2 separate regions of the Capra hircus genome follow, and region 1 is linked to region 2. The links are chromatin contacts, called in public Hi-C maps. All regions are on one chromosome and are shown on one strand. Each heading gives the region's core, a stretch centred on a gene start, on an enhancer-like site or on the middle of the called end of the contact. The rest is flanking DNA. Distances are from core to core; before and after follow the strand shown. Region 1 overlaps NRXN2 (neurexin-2-beta). Region 2 holds the start of SLC22A11 (solute carrier family 22 member 11).

What was found. Hi-C and Micro-C count contacts between places; a contact is called where the count stands out from the background.
Region 1: a contact with region 2 is called in a Hi-C map of blood, with 5 times the contacts expected there. The contact joins the enhancer-like site here to the promoter of SLC22A11 in region 2. A contact is called at or near these places in 3 of 5 Hi-C or Micro-C datasets (blood and liver).

Annotation. Positions count from the first base shown.
Region 1 is chr29:43,325,431-43,332,620 of ARS1.2, reverse strand. All of the region lies in intron 11 of NRXN2 (neurexin-2-beta), which reads left to right. Among named protein-coding and RNA genes, the nearest start is that of NRXN2, 61 kb to the left of the region's middle. Within about 2 kb of position 5,915, at least 2 of the 5 cell types and tissues checked have an H3K27ac peak or open chromatin away from gene starts, as enhancers often do.
Region 2 is chr29:43,218,423-43,224,742 of ARS1.2, reverse strand. SLC22A11 (solute carrier family 22 member 11) reads right to left here and starts at 3,845. Exons shown (of 11, transcript XM_005699974.2): 1 at 3,453-3,845; 2 at 1,880-1,983. The coding sequence starts at 3,845.

The sequences.
Region 1 (7,190 bases), core at 4,666-7,165, 110 kb before region 2:
GCACTCCTGGGGCTTGGAGTCGTCTGTTCGGTGCACACACGTAAGGAGGTAGTTCATGCCTCGCTGTCAGCTCATCCGCTTGCTCATACCTTGGTTCATTCATTCACGAAGCGGTTGCAGACGCCTACTGGTGTTCAGCCCGGCTCCCTGCCTCAGCAGATCCAGAGACAGAAGGACCCAGCCCCCCACACAGCCGCTCTCGTCTGCTCTGAATTTAAAGAGCCATGTCTGTGTGTCTGTGTGTGTGCGTGTGCAAGCGTGTGTGCATGTGAGTGGACAAGGGTACCCATCGGGACATGTCATCTTCCCCGTGTCCGCTTTCACGTGAGTCCCCATAGCTGCCCGGATTTTATAGACTGGGAATGCCATATACTGACCTACCAGCATCACAAAGCTAGTGACGGTCAGCGAGGAGCCTGGACTCAAACCCAGGCCACTTGCTGAGGTTCAGTGCTTCCTCTTGGTTTCTGACAGAGCTGGGAGGTGGAGGAGTATCAAGACCCTTGTCACCTGATGGCTTGATGCCTCTGCCCCACCCAGAGCAGGCACGGCTCCACTTCACCTGGCAGTCCCTGGAGCATCCATGTGGGTAGTATCACGAGGCCTGTCAGACTCTCTGGGGCTTCAGCAGAGTCAAAAGGGGAACAGCAAGGCCACTCGTTCGGCTGTCACTTATGGGCCACGTCTTAGTGCCAGAGTGTTCTCAACCTGGGGTGACCCCAAGGCGAGGTCCCAGGGTCATGGAGCTGTCAGTCAGGGCAACCTTGGCAGCTAGAGGTCCTAAGCTGCCCAGGCTGGGTCACATTTGTCCCTTTCAGACTAGCCTTTGGGCATATGGAGGTGGAACACCCAAGGGCCTGTCACGTGGGAAGATTCAGGCCTCTGGGGTGGCTTGTTGTGTCCTGAATCTGGAGGAGAAGTTAGGCTCCTCTGAGCAGATTATAATCCTCAGCTGAGGAGAACACAGAGCTCTGAGCTTAAAATATTCACCTGGAGTCTCATCCTAACATTGGTCTCCAGGGCGTTTGGGGGACAGACTGTGGCCTTTTGGGAACCCATTCCCTTGCTAACAAATTTACACTGTGTCCTTTCCCCTTTGGGCCACCTGGCCTTTGTGCTCCTAGGACAAAGAGTGAGGCAGGGGGCCTTGGAGGTGCGGAACTTTAGGGTTCCCTGAAGCTCTGTTTCTAACCACAGTCACAGCCTACAGAGTGGGTGGTGGGTGGCAGGGGAAAGCAGGATGGGAGACACCCTTTGCCAGCATCCCAGGGGCCTGTACAGAGTCCCCTGGCACCCCTGAGAGGGTCATAGGAGGAAGACACCAGCCCAGGACACCGTGAGTGGCCCTGTGCTTCTCAGACTGCTCAGGTCTGTGTACCCAGGGTCTGTGTACCCAGGTCTGTGTATCCAGGGTCAGGTACCCTTTGCCCTGGAACATGTGTGTCCCCTGTGTGGTGAACACGCGGCTCTGTACTTGGTGGGGACATCTGAGGCTTCCATTTGCAGGGAAGGCAGATGCTTCTTCCTCCACTTGGACTGTCTTAGTTTCCCTGCGAAGAACCATGGATCCCTTGAGATGAGACAGGAGACAGCAGCCTTGGCCAGGGCAGTGCACTCTGGGGGGCCCTGGGGACATTTCACCCTCAGGCCCTCACTCCTCCTCATGGACATGCTTTTCGATCTGTGCCACATACGTTCTTAGAAGTTAAGGGACAAGGTGGCCAGCAGGACAGTCCTCCCACCCATCCACAGAGATGCTGTCTCTAGCAGCTCATGACACGCTGTGATCAAATGCTTGGTACAGTCACATCTGTCCACAAATACCAAGTGATGTGCATACAGGGAGGTGTGTGGCTGTTGTGTGAACCACACAGACACACAAGTGGTCCCCACCCTGCCACCAAGCCTCCGGCTGTGATGGGAAGAATACTGGGCTGGGGACCAGAAGATCTGGGTTCTAATCCTGGTCTGCTAGACTGCTGGGTAAGTCATATCCCCCTTTCTAAGCCTCTGTTTCTTTTTCTGTAAAATGAGGATAAGAATCCTCACTCTACCTCCTTTCTATGGTTGTTTTGAGGCTTAAGTAGAAGCGTGGAAATGACAACATTATATGATGCAAGGCACACACATAGAGACTGACTCAGCCAACGGAAGGGAAGTCATACTGGGATAAGGACCGAAGCTTAGAGCCAGGCCTGGGACTCGCCTCTACATCCCTTGACCTCTGTCTGGCCCCACCTCAGGAGCCCCATCCCGATCCCCAGCCTGCTTGCTACCCTGAGGGCCTGGCAGGCTTGGTCTGTGGCCGCGTAGTCTCATCTCATCGGCAGGGAAGCCAGGCTCCCGCAGGCAGCTCGTCAGGTGCTCACTGGATTTACGCAGACTCGGTCCGGAAGAGAGTGGAGCTGGTGACCATGTGGTGGGAGAAGGTGCTTGGAGCCAGTCTCAGGTGCCTGGGTGTTTGCTGGGCCGGAGAGGGCCAGGAGGGCCTGGGGCTGCTGCCCGTGTCCAGGCAGAGAGCCCCAGGAGTGGATCACGCCTCCTGCCCTGGCCTCCACCATGTCCGCCGACCCTGAGCCAGTTCCTGGAGCTCTGCTGTCTATGGGCCCTGAACAGAGTGGTTGGTCTCTGTTCCCGGAGTCCCTGACTCGTCACCCATTCCAGTGTGATCTGGGTTCCTGGGTTCCTTCTACCTGGGGCATGGCCTGCCTCTTGTCACCCCCCTGGGGTTGCCTTTCTACACTATGTGCCTATCGGCCGTCCCAGTTGCCAGTGAGGCTGACACAAAGGGTGAAGTGTAACTGAAGAATCTCCAAGCTGGTGGGGCCCTTAGAAGTCACCTCCTTCAGCCCGCCCCCGTGTGTGCATCCGCCGTGCCTCCCCCTGCCAACGGGAGGCTCTCCACCTCTGTTCAGATGACTCTGTGTCAAGAGCACCCCACCTCTGAGATGGCCATTCTCATCACTGGGTCATTCTTCCCTGGTAGTAACATCCTCTTCTGAAATCCCCACTTGTGAACTTAGTTCTGCTGTCTCAAGCTGTACACAGCAAGTCTGGCTGTCGCTCGTGATTTAAGCCAGGCTTAATGCACATTACATTCCAAAGCTCTTTAATCTCTGAGACCACGGGGCAGTGCCTTGTTCCCACAGGGTGGTAGTTTGTTTCCATGGGGCTCTTTTAAGAGGCTCTTGAGCTCTTTTGAGGCTGGGCTGCTGGGCAGACGGCTGTGCCCAGTGCACTCTGCCACTCTGCAGTGTCGCCTCCAAGATTCCAGCCAATGGGCTCCTGAGGCTCCTTGCAAAGAGCTCCGGCCCCCTCTCCCCCACCTCCAATTCGCAGGGTGTGGATGGGGGAGCAGGTGGGATGCATAAAGTGGAGCCTGGCTTCTTTTCCGGAGTTCCTTTCCATACAGATGACTTTTTCCCACCTGTCTTATCACACATTCATACCATCATCCTGGTCTTTAGGCCCAACCAGGGCCTTGGTGGGTCTGTGCACATCAATCACTTCGGTCCGTTTGCTGAACTTGAGGCCAGGTTTCTAGTTATCAGGGTAGCAGTTAAATCTCCCTGAGCTGTGCTCTGGGAGGTGCGGCCACCAGAGGGCGGTCTCTCCCACTTACCCGCAGTTGCTGCCTTTCCTCTGGGACAGTGCTGGCTGCCTCCTGGGTGCTCAACTTCAAGGGGAGTTTGCTCCCCTCCAGTCCCACTGGAGGGGCGCTCCTGGGGATGGGGTCACTTCAAGGATGGGCCTGGAGCTAACACCTCTTCTCTGGACAGACGGAACCCCCTTCCTGGAGCCCCCATGCTTGGGAGGGGCAGAACTATGCTCCTCCCTAGGCCTTTTCTCCAAAAGGGGATCGGCCTGCCCTTCCAGCTCCCTTTTTTCTTTTTTGGACCCTTCATTGGTGAAGACTCTGCTGGCCCTGAGAGAGCCCCCGTGACCTGAGTCCAGGCCTGGCACCCTGCCCTCACCCCGACATCCTCCCCTCCCCCCTCTGTCCAGCTCCCCCTTTCTTCCTCTTTTCTCTCTGTACCCTCTCCACCTCCTTCCTCTCCCTGTGACTTGCCCCAGATCTGCCCCTTGACCTCCTTCTGCCCCTGCCTTGGTGCCCGGCTGTGGCTTCAGGTCCCGGCTGCTCCCCCCACTCTTCTGCTGCGGTTGACGACGCGTGTGGGGCTCAGCCGTACTGCCCGCGGAGCCCATGCCCCCGAGCCACGGGGGAAGCTACCTCCACTGCAGGAACCTTCAGGGGCTTAGGGGGATGCCAGATGACCCCACCCCACTTTGCCTCCTGGGCCTTGGGGTTGTGGGCAGAGCCCATTCCAGGGGAGACAGAGGATGGCAGGATACACTGCTGCTAAGAGAGGCCTGGAAAGTGCCCCTCCCTGAGAGGTAGGGCTGGCCCATTGGGCACTTCGTGCTTGTTTCCAGGTCAGGGTGGTTTGTTCAAGCCCCTCAGCTCACAGGGAGGGAAGGTGGGGCTGGGAGAGAAGAGAATTGCCCACAGTCACTTGACGGTTTAGGACGCAGCATTTCTGCCTGCTTCTGCCTTCTACTGTCTGGGTCTGATGGAGCAGGACAGGCATCCAAAGACCCTGTCACAGGACTCTAGTGCTCTGTGTCCTCGTGAGGCTGGTGGACTCACATCTTGTGGGTAATGCTCCCACCAGGGGCATGGCCAGAGGCCCCAGGGCTCCGGGCTGCAGGTCGGTGTAGACAAGTGTGCTTTCTGAGTACCCGGGGCCTTCAGGCTGGACTTGGAGGCCAACAGTGCTGGGGCTGGGAGGGGCAGGAGGCTTTGCCGAGGGTGCCTGCTTGTCCCCGAAGACCTCAGAAGTCATACGGGGCCTCAGTGTCCTCATGTGTGCACCTCTGGCCCTTGCCTAGAAAAAGGGAATAATGCTAGTTCCTGTTCAGGGTGAAGAGCACCCTGGTTCCCAGGGACAGCCTGGTACCCTCCAGGTTAGGAAGGGTAGCAAGAAGGTTCCTGTAGGGGTGGTGCTAGCCCCCTGGGGCTGTGGGAAGTGTATGGCTGCGGGAAGGGAACCCTGGGGCAGACCCCTCCATTTAGCTCAGAGCCCAGGGGACACGGAGATGATGTGTGACAGCCTGGGCTCTGAGCAGGGAGTTGTCCCAGAGCAGGGGAGCAGGGGCTCTGGCCCTCCTCGCCTGTCTCCCTCTCAGAGATGGGGAGATGTGGGGTTGGTCAAGCCCTCAGCCCCCCAGTGATCCCCTGTGCGACTGGGATTCCCAAGGTGCCCATCTCCCTCAGACATGAGAGGCCCGGGCTTCTCCAAGAAGGGAGATGTCAGCCTTCTTCCCATCACCCGGTTGCCCTGCCTCCCGTTTGGGGGAAGGAGGGGGAGGGGGCCGACTGAGGAAGGCACCTGAGCACGCGTGGTCCCCGGAAAGTGGCCCTGGGGGAAACCCCTGCCTGCAGACACCCCTCCCTGTGAAGGATGTAAAAAAAAAAAAAACTTGTTCTGCCTTTTTGTCTCCCCTCCCTGCCCGCCCCATGGCCCCCCCAGACTGCCTGCGCGTCGGCTGCGCACCCAGTAAGTGGCTTCCCTCTTCTTCTGCAGAGCCCCTGGGGCCTGGGATTCTGGACATTGGGGTTGGGGAGGGGTGCAGGGGGAGGGGAGGAGACGGTGTCATAGCCTGCTTGTGCGGGACTTGGGCAGTGGGTGCGTGTGTGGGGTGTGCTTGTGGAGGGCAGAACGAGCCAAACGAAGCTGAAGCAGGGGGAGTCGGTGGAGGTCTGGGGTCTGTATGCTCACTGAGACTAGGATAGGAAGGGCCAGAAACTTCGTCTCCTCAAACGCTCTGGAGGGTAGGGCAAAGGCTTGGGATGGCACCTCCCGCAGGAGGGCAGGAAGGAGCCGAAGAGGGGCTGGGCTATCCCGCTGTATCTCGAGGCGGCCACAAGGGGGAGGTCGAGGCACGCGGGAGAGAAGCCGAGGGCTGGAGGTGAGTGGGCGGTGAGCCCGGAAGTTCAGCCCGCCACAGCCCTCGTTTGGGGTGCGGGGGTCGGGGGTGAGATTCTGCCAAACGGGGGCGCTCTCGGAGGTGACAGTGAGGCTCTCAGCAGGGGTGAGAGCGGGTGTGGACATTTCTGAGCTCCCAGTGTGCCTGGATTCAATCCTCATCTCTGAGTGTGTTTCTGCCTGGTGTGCCCTGAGGTCACGTAAGAGAGCCCAGGGACGCGGCAGCCACAGGCAGAAAGAGTGTACTTAGTTCCGCTCTGTGTGTATTTGGACAGGTGTGCGCATGCGTGGTGAGCCCTGCCCCGCTGGTGAGAGCACTGGGGTGGGGGGCCCAGGAGGAATCTTGAGGGGTGCCGCAAATGGCCTGCAGCACCGTTCTAAAGCTAAACGTTTTTAGTCTTGGAAGCGGTTCATCCAGGTCTTGAATAAATGGCCGTAATTCCTAAAAAAGACATTGCGCTCTCTGGCCACGCTGGCCATGCTGTGTATGTGATGTGTATGTCCCTGTGTGGAATTAACCAGGCATGTGCAGAAAAGTCACACTGGGTCCCTCCAGATCAGGGATCCCCAACCTCTGTGCCATGGGCCGGTGCCTCCTGTCAGATCCATGATGGCCTTAGCTTAGAAATGAAGTGCGCAATTAATGTAGTGCACTTGAATCATCCCCAACTCATCCTCCACCCGTCCTGGTCCGGGGAGAAATTGCCTTCCACGAAGCTGGTCCCTGGTGCCCAAATGTTGAGGACTGCTGCTCTAGATGGGGGAGGGGTGGGTGTGTGTGTGTGTGTGTGTGTGTGTGTGTGTGTGTGTGTGGAGTGCTCATGGACAGCCGTGAGGCTGTGGGTGCGCATGCACATTTGGGTGCGTGGTGAGACTCGTGAAAGCTTGAGGCCTATGTCTATAGGCTGGGGATTCAGCTGCTGGCTACACACACTGACACGGAAGGTCGTGAGGTGAGGCGGGCTGAGTATGCTGGTTGTCGGTGTGAGTGTCCAGGTGCAGGGCCTTAGGGCACAACTCCGAAGGCACCCACTATTCACTCACCCTGTTCTTTTCCAATGGGAAGTTGCACCAAGTATGGTGATACTGAGTGTGTCTGTATTTATGACTGGGTGTGTGCAAAGGCTGTGTGTGTGTGTGTGTGTGTGTGTGTGTGGTGTACCTGCATGCGTGGGTGTGTACAGGGGTGAGGCTGTGTGCCCA
Region 2 (6,320 bases), core at 2,596-5,095:
GGCGGCTGAAGATGGATTGCGATGTGGCTCCCGGTGTGGGCGGCCCCTGGGGAAGGAACGGTGGCTGCCGGGTGCCCAGTGCTCTGAGAGTGCAAACTGGAGGACCTCCTCGGTGCTCGGGCTCCCCACTGCGCTCGGGATAAGGTAATGTAAGGCCCACGAAGAGCCGCCACTGTGTCGGCCCAGCCCGGGCTCTGCATGTGACTAACTCACTTCATCATCGCAGTCCCCTGGGCAGGTGGCAGGGTGCCCACTGACAGGAGGAAACCAAGGCACAGAGAAATAATACACCCATCTTCTAAGAAGCTGGGGCTCAGGACGCCCCAGAGCCCGAGCTGCTGGGCATAGTGGGGGCCCCATTTGTGCCTTCAGCATATTACGGGCAGTAAGCTGTGTGCTGGGCACCAAGGATGTGACCCCAAGGCCTCTGCCTCCTTGGAGCTATGGTCTCGTGGGGACATACAGAATCAATGAGCTAACGAGAGCTGGGCACCGGCAGAGAGCCAGGAGCTGTGAGCGGACAGCTGCCAGGGCCGTGGGACCTGTGGGCCCGAAGCTGGGAAGGCCTCTGCAAGGAGCTGCCTGGAGCAGAGTGACCTGCATGCTGGGCACAAAGGGGCCATGAGTGGAAACCTCTAGGCGAGGTGAGGGCTGGGTGGGAGCAGGGCTGCTCCAGGAGGGGCTGGCGAAGCCACCAGCTAGAAGCCAAGTGCTGAGCAGGGGTGGCGGGGTGGGTGGGGACTGTCCTTGGCGTGGGGGCCCAGGGGACCTCAGGCTGGGCAGTGACAAGATCCACACACAAGCCTTTGCCGAGTCACTCTGAGTGCTGCGGCAGAACGGAAGGCCCAGTGGAGGCAGGAGACCCCAGAGGAGGCTGTGGCCAGCCCAGGCCAGAGAGGGTGGTGGTTTGGGCAAGGGGGTGGCATGCAAGGCAGGGCCCTGGGCTGGGAGCTGTGCTTTGGAGAAGGAGCCCTGTGAGCGTGGAGGCTGAGGGAGGGAACATGGGGCTGGCTCCTAGGGAGGCTGTCCTCCAGGATGGAGTCTGGTGGGCAGGGCTTGGGCTGGGTGGGGGTGGGGGTTCAGGGGTGCAGCAGGGGCCGTGGTAACTGTGAGGTCCATCCAAGTGGAGACTCCAGGCCGGCAGCTGGGTTTGCAAGCTGAGGGGGTGCAACGTGGGCGTTTTCAGCACTGGACAGCGGCGCCTGGGGCAGGACCTGAGCACAGACTGAGCAAGGTTCCCAGAGAGGGTCCTGGGCGCTCCACCTCAGGAGAGGCGTGGAGAAGAGGGGAGGGGGCACTCAGGGAGGGGCAAGGGGGCTGGATCTCTTTCATTACACTTCACGTTGTTGTTGTTGAGTCACTCAGTCATGTCCAACTCCTTTGCGACCCCATGGACTGTAGCCCACCAGGCTCTTCTGTCCATGGGATCTTACAGGCAAGAGTACTGGAGCGGGTTGCTATTTCCTCCTCCAAGGGATCTTCCTGACCCAGGGATCAAACCTGAGTCTTCTGCCTTGGCAGGTGGATTCTTTACCGCTGAGCCACCAGGGAAGCCCTGGTCAAAAGAAAGAGGGTTCTGTCTCTCTCCAGAAAGCCATCAGCTCCCCGAGGGCAGGGACTGTGCACACAGTAGGTGCTCAGTAAAGTTTGGTGCAAACGCTGAAGAGGAGAGTGAATGTTCAGGGTGGTTTCTCAGCTCAGCCCAGCATCAAGGTTCAGACGGTGGGTTCTCAGCCCCCTGGGAACTTGGGGCTCAGACTCCAGATGGGAGAGACTCTCTCCTAAGAAGCACGAACGTCCACTGCACATTACTTACCTCTGTCCTCACAACGCTCATTCTGTTTTGAAGGAGCTGGAGGGGAGGAGAGGAGATACTCACTGGTGGGAGAGGAAGCCACAGATGATGCATCCCACCATGGCCCCAGCCATGTAGATGGACTGGCCTAGGGGCTTCAGGCCTTGGTGGTCACACACCAAGTCCCACTGGAAGAAGAGGAGGGTGTGTCAGCCTGGCTCAGGGGGTGTGGAATAGTGGCGTCAGGGTGGCAGAGGAAGGTCCAGAACCCCCAGAGGGGATCTGGCCTCCCCCAGTGGGGTCCCCAGAATCTTAAATCCAGACAACCATGGGGGAAGGGGTATGTGGGCAGCAGGCCTCACCCCCGACCCCTGCCCCACTTATGATCAGCAGGGCAGGACACATGGGACATGGTTCTGGGTCTAACGGCGGGACAGGTCCCTCCTAGTGGACAGTGGTGGCCGGTGGTTAACCACAAGGCTCAAATTCCGAGTCAGCTGATGACTGACCAGCTGGTGACCCCAGCTGTGTTCCTGCACCTGGCTGAGCCCGTCTCCTCCAGGAACAGGGCTGTATGGCTGCCTCTCTTGCAGAATGGTGAAGATGAGCACATGTCATTGTGAATTTTTCCTGCCATCTGCTGGGGACCAAGCAGCCATTGCCTGAACATCGCCTGCACCGCCTCCCCCCCCAGCGTCTGCCCTTCCCTTCACCAAGGCCTGCCTGCCTTGCCCACGGCTCTGCCTGTTTCCACCTTCGCTGTCTGAACCACTGCAGGTGGGGCGCTCCCCCCACCCCCAAACACACACACACGCTGCAGGGCATTGTCCACCCTGCAAAGTCATCTCTTGAAAATGCAGATCAGGTCACAGCGCTGCCTTGTTCCAAAGCCTCTGGGGACTTTTCTTTGCACTTAAGGAAAAGCCAGGCTCCTTCCACACGTGCCCGTCCATCTCCCGACCCCTAACCCTCTGTGCCAAGTGCTGCTCTCTCAACACCCAGACACGCTCCCACCTCTGTCCCGACCCGGCTCTGCCCCAGCCTGCATGTGACTGATTCCTCTGCTTATAATCCAAGTGTCATCTGAAATGTCGCCTCTTCCCTGCCTGCTCTCCTTTCCCTACTTGCGGAAGCTGCTTTCTCCCTTGTGCTCACTGATGACGCAGGGGCCTTGAGCCTCAAGGCAGGACAGAAAGTGAGGGAGATGTTCCGGCACCTGGATCCCTGGGTTGAATTAGAGTACACTTCAGCTGTGTGTCCTGGGGCAAGTTACTTAACCTCTGTGGGCTTTTGTTTTGTCAGTTATTAAACGGGGTCAATCATAAGACCCACCTCAAGAGATTGCTGTGAAATAGTGACGACAAGGAAAGCATCAGAGCGGTGGCTGCTGCTTTAAGGGCACAAGGTGTGGACTCCATTCTTATTCCTGGCTTGAAGGCTGACTGGTTCTGGATTCTCCTGCAGAATGTAAGCTCCCCGAAGCTACCTGTAACCCTAGCCCCACATGGGAATTCTGGCCATCCCAAGCCATCAGTAATTAATGTTGAGGGAGCGCACATCATTTAATAGCGCTGATGGAGGTGTTCTAAACCTCACAGTCGTTGGGAGGCTGGGAAGGGGGAAGAAATGGTGGGCGTGGTGGTGGGGGGACCCTCACCTCAGTCACGATGGTGGAGGTGAAGGTGCTGTGGTCGTAGGCCCAGCCGTCCATGCACAGCTCCGTGTCGGCCTCGCTCCAGTTGGTGGCCGTGGCGTTGGGGTCCAGGAGCTGCCACTGTGGGTGGCGGAAGCAGAGACACCGGTGGGGCCCACGGTTGGGGCCCGGTGGGATGGAGACGGGCAGGAGGGCCTTGGGGCTGAGGTTGGCGGGGGCCCCGGAGCCATTGTCCAGCAGGTGAGCCCAGCAGGGGTGGCCTGGGATGGCGGCTGAAACATTCTCCACGACTAACTGGAAGGGAACCCAGACCAAGAAGAGGAAGAAGGTGAGGATCTGGAGGGCCTGGAAGAGCCCCACGCCCCCCGCCTGCTCCAAGAGCTCAGTGAACGCCATGGACAGAGCTGCGGCCCCCAGAGTGGGTCTCCTGGGCATCGGGGAGCTGGTGAGCACCTGGCCTGCTGCCCAGAACCACGGGCAGGCGCAGGATCGCCGGACCTTCTACCTCCGCTCGCCGCTCCGCCCCACAGGGGCGGGCCAGCAGGTCCAGTCTGTCCTAAGATGCCCGAGAGACTTTGAAGAAACCCCTCCTCCTCCCCCTATTTCTAAGAATGACTGCTTGGATGCCCCTCTGGTCTGGAGTGGGGACAAAACTCACAGGGGCATCCAGCACCTGAGAGTGGAAGGTCAAGAAAATTAACAAAAAAGTCAGTGCTGCGATGTGACTGAATTACAGCTGTGGGACAAACATCACCCAGGCTGTGGCTTCATTGCTCGGGTTAAAGTTAAATCCCAGAGAGGAATTCCAGGGGAGAAAGGTGGGCTCGGCCTCTCAGGAAGGCTTCAGCGTCTCCCTGCGGGCCGTGTGATGGCATCCTCCAATCTAACTTCTTTTTCACTTGCTCTGGATCTCCGTTGCGTTGTGCAGGCTTTCTCTAGCTGCAGCGAGTGGGGGCTCCTCTCCCCTGCGGTGCGTGGGCTTCGCGTTGTGGGGGCTGCTCCCTGCTGTGGAGCACGGGCTCCAGGTGCGTGGGCTTCGCGTTGTGGCACACAGGTGGGCTCTCGGGCTGACGGCTTCAGTTGCCGCCACGCACAGTCTTAATGGATCCCAGGCCAGGGACTGAACCTTTGTCCCCGATATTGGCAGGCAGATTCCTAAGCACTGTACCGCTGGGAAAGTCCCCAGCATGCTTCAGTCTGAACTTTCAGAACTCTTTGCATGTGTCCCTTTGAATCGGGAGACTGTTGGCCCAACTTTCACCCATCCTGGGCCATTTCAGTTCATTTTGCTAAAGCACAGAGTACGGATTGAGCAGCACCTGCCCGCTGCCCCACCAGCTGGGGTCCAACGCCCTGAGGTTGCAGGGAGGCTGGGGGAGGTGGGGGGGTGGGTGTGCAGAGGACCCAGGCCTGGGCTGTTTCCCTCCCTACCACGCATCTCCTACCAGACTGCCTGGGAGACCAGCTCGCAGACGCACTATTTCAGGAAGTTTCTATTTCGAGGTTCCAGGTTGCCTTTATTAGATTGTAAGCTCCCCCAGGGTGGAAACCATGGCTACCATTTCCTGGCATCCCTGAGAAAGCCCTCGTGGGCCTTGGAGCTGAGCAGGTGTGCAGACTGGGGAAGTGAGTAAAGTCAAGCCTGCCCGACCCAGTGTCTGATGGCAGCCTGGGTGTGAGGAGATGGGGAGGCCGCACCCCAGCACCCCGCCCTGTGCTGTGCCTCCTAGTAACAGCTGCTCCTGGCACCTAGGGCTCGCTGTGTGCTCAGCTCTATGCTGACCACGCTGCCTGCAGGCTCTCACTCATGCCTCATAGCAGCCCAGGAGAGAAGCAGTGCTGACTCCCCCAGACAAGGAAACCAAGGCTGAGAGGGCAGGCAGCTTGCCCAAGGGTCACACAGCATAGCCAGGATTCGAACCAGACACCGCAACCCACACTCTCTGATGCCCCTGACCAGCTGCTAGTTGGCCTCTATCCTGTCATGGACCAAGTGCTAGCTAAAGGCTGGAATTCAGAATTTGGGTCAGAATCAGGGCCAGTCACTCCCAGGATGCGAGAAGAATTGGCTGAGTCAGTTCTGGAGAGAAGTCTGAAGCTTGCTGGAAGTATGGGTGGGTGAGGTGTGGGTGGGCGTCTGGACCCTAAACTTCCCAGAAGCTCCCCAGAGGGCTTGGGGAACTCAGCCAAGATGGCGCCCAGCCAGCACGCTGGGAGTCAGGGCTCTGGGCCTGGATTTCAAAGTCTGGGCCGCTGCCTCTCTGGTAGGGACTCATTATGAATTTTAAAATAGCAAGTGCAGAGATGTGGGGAGATAGGCAGCTCAAACTAAAGCCCAAGGAGGCCAGGAGAGAGGGGCTGATTGGGACCAGCCCCCTCTAGAACAGCCCCGAACTGAATCTGAATTTTGCATGAAAGAACTGTGCTTCATGCTTGGGTTTGTGCAAACACCATCCTCACAAGGGAAGGCTGTGACCTTGAGCAGCGACCTCCCCTCTCTGGACCCCCATTTTCTGACCTGGAAAAGGAAGTGTTGCCCTGTCGGTACTTCCAACCTTAGCAGGGATCAGAGACCACAGGGGTGCTGGTGAAAATGCAGATCCCCAGTGAGCCCAGGGATCTGCATTTAAAAGCACGCCCCCAGGGGCTTCCCTGGCGGCCCTCTGCAGGTGACAGAGGTTCCATCCGTGGTCTGGAAGCTGGGAAGCAACTAAGCTTGTGCACCACAAACACTGACGCCCACTCCCTACAGCCCAAGCTCTGCAGCAGCAGAAGCCACCGCAATGGGAAGCCCAGGAGCCACAACCAGCGATCATCCCTTGCTCCCCACAGCTAGAGAAAGCCCGCTTGCAAAGACCCAGTGCAGCCAAA